Regions from separate parts of the Astyanax mexicanus genome. Here region 2 is linked to region 1. A link is a contact called in public Hi-C data. All regions are on one chromosome and are shown on one strand. The core of a region is the stretch at or near the end of the contact, and the rest is flanking DNA. Distances in the headings are between cores, read along the strand shown.

Region 1 (2,771 bases), core at 194-2,693:
ATAATAATAATACTTTATTTTTATATAGAAGACTATGTCTATTGAATGAGCCACCACTTCTAAATACACTATAAAACACCACATATTGAGCTCTATGTTAATAGCCAGGGTTATTTCATTCATATTAATAGTAAATCTATTGTAATATGGTGAATATATATGGGTATACACATATATACAGAAGACTATGTCTATTGAATGAGCCACCGCTTCTAAATTACACTATAAAACACTACATATTGAGCTCTATGTTGATAGCCAGGGTTAATTAATTCATTTTAATAGTAAATCTATTGTAATATGGTGAATATATAGGGGTATACACATATATACAGAAGACTATGTCTATTGAATAAACCACCGCTTCTAAATACACTATAAAACACTACATATTGAGCTCTATGTTGATAGTCAGGGTTAATTAATTCATTTTAATAGTAAATCTATTGTAATATGGTGAATATATATGGGTATACACATATATACAGAAGACTATGTCTATTGAATGAGCCACCGCTTCTGAATACACTAGAAAACACTACATATTGAGCTCTATGTTAATAGCCAGGGTTATTTCATTCATATTAATAGTAAAACTATTGTAAATTTGTGAATAAATATGGTTATACACATATATACAGAAAGGTATGTCTATATAATGAGCCACCACTTCTGAATACACTAGAAAACACTACCTATTGAGCTCTGTGTTGAAAGCCAGGGTTATTTCATTTATAAAAATAGTAGCATAACTGCTTTAATATTATGTGCACATATATGGGTATACACATACACCATATACAGCATATAAAGGCCTAGATCTACTGTATGTAGACCTAGGCCTAGGTATATCTAATAACCCACAGCTTCTGAATACACAGTAAAACAGCATATATTGAGCTCTGTGTTCATAATATATAATATATGGGTATAAATATAGTAGACAGGTCTTAGTCCTCTGTGTGTCCCCCTCCCCACAGCAGCATCAGCACCACACCACCACTCCCTGCTACTGCCAGGCCCTGCAGGACCCCGACATCTTTCATTCAGCTCACCATCAGCGTGTGTATGAGTGTGAATGAGAGTGAATGAGTGTGTGTGCGGCTGTTCTTACGTGGCCTCGGCGCTGCCCGGTTTCACCACCACCTCGATCTTGTATTTGGACCCAGTCAGCAGTTTTATGGTCCTGGTCTGTCCGAACCGAGACCCGTCCGCCTTGAAGAACACCGGCCCATCGTTTGGCTCCATCTTCAGGGACACCGAGATGTTAATGACGGGTGGAACCTCCGCCATGGCTATTAAATAACAGATATTAATAATAATAGATAAAGAAATTAAATAAATAAATAATCCTGCTCTGGGTTCCCTAGAATTAAAGGGATGGCAGAAGGTCCCAGGGAGCGACGCTGGATGATGGAGGAGGGGTTTTATTCCCTTCTCCACCTGTTTTCATGCAAGCCCCGCCCCCCGCGAGTCCCGCGGTGTGATTGGCTGAGCAGGACAGGTTTAAAATGGCTAGAGAAGCATTAGCAAAGAGTCTCTAATAAAGAGTTTACTGTTTATAAAACAGAGAACCACCGCCAACCGCTAGAGGGAGCCCGCGAGGGAGACCGTAATGAATGGGAGTGAATGGAGCTAAAATGCTAAAAACTCTAATTAAAAATAGTAACTCACTACTTATCTAGGATGTTATTTCAGTTTTGGAAGGTATAATTAAGTATTTAAGTAAATAAGCAAAGAAAACATACCTACATATTTTAGTTTTTCTTAAATAATCGTGTCTTTTGCAGTAAAGATGCTAGCGTTACTGCTAATCTACTGATTGGTAGGTAGGTAGGTAGGTAGGTTGGTGGGTGGGTGGGTGGATGGATGATGGATGGATGGATGGATGGATGGATAGATAGATAGATAGATAGATAGATAGATAGATAGATAGATAGATAATATACAAAGAAAGATCAAAGAGAAAAAAGGTGCATGCGAGAAATAGAGAAAAAAAATTTAATGAACCACTGATGAAAATAAAAAAGATAAAGAGAGAAAGAAACATAGAATGATAGAAAATAAAGAGATTATTTAAAAGAAATAAATGGATAGAATAAAGCCAAATATAAAGTAAGAAACACAAAGACAGATACCAAAGAGAAAAAGATGCATGCATGAGAAAGAGAGAAAGAAAGATGGTATGAACCACAGATGAAAATAAAGAGATTATTTAAGAAAATCATCAATGGATAGAGCTGATGCTGAAGATGTGTCTTCAGTAAAAAAAAAAAACGTTTGATATTGTTCTGTGTTGAGAAAATAAGTACATTTGCCAATAAAGAAAAGTATTAAATATTTATAAACTCTGATTTTGCTCAATTGCTCCATAGGAACCAATTCATTTTGGACTCACTCAGGAGCGTCCTCTATGGTCAATCTCACTCAGAAGACATTCTAAAGTGGGTATTCTCCTCTCTATTATAGAGTCTCTGGTAAAACAACCACTTGTGAAACAATATTTTCTGGGTTTGTTTGGCCACTTGAGGGCGCTCCAGATTGAGGCCAAAATGAATGAGTTCCTATGGAGCAATTGAGCAAAATCTCAATAATTTTCATACTAAAAAACGTATGACGTAGTAATTTTCTCAACTCACAACAATATAAGTGTTTTAGTCAAAATCAATTAGGGCCTAATGGGATCCAGAAGGTTTTGCCCACGGGTTCCACGTTGGTTCCACATATGGACAGGGCCGCCGCTCTGCATACGCAGACAACGCAGCCAGCGT
Region 2 (2,771 bases), core at 133-2,632, 44 kb before region 1:
ACAGTGTATTGCACGTGGGCCGCAAGGAATTGGAAGAAATGAACATTTTTAAAGCCTGTCTTTTTAAGGCCTCTTTGTTTTGCCAATAAAAGGGGCGAGGGGGTGGCTGGCAAAGGCCCCGGATGTTTCAAATGTTGCAGGAACAATGTAAAAAGTACAAAGTACAACAGGGCGATTCCACGCTAACAGATAAACTAAAGACTTCACTGAAAACTAATTACAGATCTCAGCTTAAGGTTGAGCATGACCTGAGAGTTGCAGTATCAAGCATGCAACCCCATTTTTAGAAGATGAGTCGTGCAAAACAGGCTCATTGCAGTCACTGATGGACACGGTCATTTGTTTACCTGCCTTACCTAAATTTTTAAAGTGAAAAGTGAGAAACTAAACAATTATTTAATCAGTAGGCCAATTTTCTGCATTTTTGAATATTGATGTTAATGTTGTATCTGGTGTTATAATGTTACCTACTGGTTTAGAAACAGAAATTAATGTTACTTAATGTTGATTATAACATTTTAAAATTGAGTTTTAGTTTTATTACTATTTTGTTGGGGCGTGGTGGAATTTCCCCTTCTTCTGAGGTGGGGAATGATAGAAAATTTTTGAGAATCACTAACCTAGATAGAGCCCAGGATTTACACTATATATTTTAGTGTGGTAGCTAAACCTATTATCAAGCCTCTTTTATTCTGTAAAATCTATATAAATATTAAGCATGTAGTTAAATAATTTACTAGCTTTTAAAATGGCCAATTTACCTAAAACATCTAATTCTAATACTATTTAGGTGAAAGTGAAGAGAGATTCTTGTTGCAAAATTGGGAAAAATTAAGATTTCTTTTTTAAGAATGTAAAATGCCTATTTAGTCACTGTCAATCAAAAACCTTCAAAGAATTCTCTCACATTTTCTTTAAATAGGGTTAAAATATCAGGATAAATGAACTAAAATATTTAACAAAATTTGGAACCAATGCTACAATACATGCTTTAGTGTTTTTTTTTTTAGTAATGGTACAATCACGTAAACCTGGATGCAAATAGTACAAGCTGCTGGAAATAGTGCAAATAGCTTGTGCCAAAAATAAATCTGCTTTTTTAAGTGTTTCTGATGAAAACCACTGTAATTTTCTGCCATTTGAAAACAATTTAATACAATTTTAAACATGCACAATCATCTTTTACCACAAAAAAGTCTCGTGCCTCTTTCCCTGCTACCACAGACCACTACAACTACCTACACAAACACACACAGCACAGCACAGCTTATTTATATCTACCATCATCAAATCCTCTTTCCAAACAGCTGATCAGCTCTCAGCTTCCACACACACACACACACATACACTCATACCCGCTACCACCACACCGTGCCGCGCCCTGCCAGCCAACCTGAGGGAGGGTCTCACCTGATTTCTTATACACCAGCCTGATAGCCCCTGCCATCTCTCCACACAGCCAGCGTTTAACTAAACTACAGGAGGAACTCGGGGGAACAACACTGCTGCTGCTGCTTTACCCCGCCCTCAACACCACAGGGGTTGCTAAGCTCTGTACACTCACTCACACACACACCTGTAGCAGCATATGGACAGATAGTCATTATGTAATTGAGCTACCAGAAGGGAGAGGTCATAGCACAGAACGACCACTAGATGTCCTCATGTACTCTACTGTGAAACTGCGGAATAGAAGCCCATAGGACTGGCCATTTTATCAGAAACACCCACCCTATAGTAACATCATCTGCGGCTAAACATTTACTAGCATACTTTATTAATAGAGAGAGGCCACCACAGTGCCTTATATATGTCAATATGCCAAATATTGGCTAAATGTGTGCCAAATATTGGCCACATTAGGGGTGGGCGAACATATTATTCCAAGGTATAACTTTTGCAAAAACAATAAAAGAAAAAAATATATACTAGTTCAACAAAATAATAATAAATATGAATGTATTATTTATAGGGATGTCCCAGTTACATTTTTTTGCTCTCAAATTTGAATCCTTTAACTACATTTGAGTCCCGATCTGATACTTTGGCACTGCCACAATTTTCCATTTAAATATGCATATTTTTAGACTACTTTAAAATGAGACATGATGCAAGCATCATGTGTGTACCAGGTGCAGTGCAGGGGGTGGTAATGATAGTGACTACCAGGGACGGCTGATATGGCAGTACAGTAAGATCACGATATTTCAGAGTATTTTTGCGGTAATGATAGTCTTGCCATAATGACAAAACATTGAAGATTTTTTTAAGAATACACTACTTCAACAAAATGCATATTATGGGTGAAACAATTGCTTGAGAAAATCGAGTTACTTTTCTGTGCCTACTTTTGTTGTCAAAGTTATTCCACAGGTCCTGATGTATTTTGGAGAACATCCACTGTCCAAGAAGGAGAATCCACTGGTTTGGCGGTAAAAGAATGCAGCACGTTCAGAAGGTAAGATGCACAACACAAAGCCAATGTTTATGCCTTTTTTACTGATTATTACTCTATATTTAATAAATACAAGAAATCTGAAAAAAAAGTTGAAAGTAATTTAATTAAATTTATTTTTTACTTGTAGTCTTTATTTCTTTATTATACAACAGTTAGTTCCGACCTCATAATCTGATTGGTTGAGAAGTGTTCTAGCCGTGATGATATATGTGATAACATCACGGCCTGCTCACACTAAACCTGTACCACTCTGCCAACACGTTGCCGAGTAACGGCGTATACACACCTTCCAGTTTTAAATCATCACCTCCAG

The links. Hi-C and Micro-C count contacts between places; a contact is called where the count stands out from the background.
Region 2: a contact with region 1 is called in a Hi-C map of muscle, with 7 times the contacts expected there. The contact joins the enhancer-like site here to the promoter of cnrip1a in region 1. A contact is called at or near these places in 2 of 3 Hi-C or Micro-C datasets (blood and muscle).

What each region holds. Positions count from the first base shown.
Region 1 is chr21:33,073,470-33,076,240 of AstMex3_surface, reverse strand. It overlaps cnrip1a (cannabinoid receptor interacting protein 1a), which reads right to left and starts at 1,443. Exons shown (of 3, transcript XM_022674580.2): 1 at 1,115-1,443. The coding sequence starts at 1,293.
Region 2 is chr21:33,117,007-33,119,777 of AstMex3_surface, reverse strand. All of the region lies in intron 2 of ppp3r1b (protein phosphatase 3 (formerly 2B), regulatory s1ubunit B, alpha isoform, b), which reads right to left. Among protein-coding and RNA genes, the nearest start is that of etaa1a, 32 kb to the left of the region's middle. Within about 2 kb of position 1,382, the one cell type or tissue checked has an H3K27ac peak away from gene starts, as active enhancers do.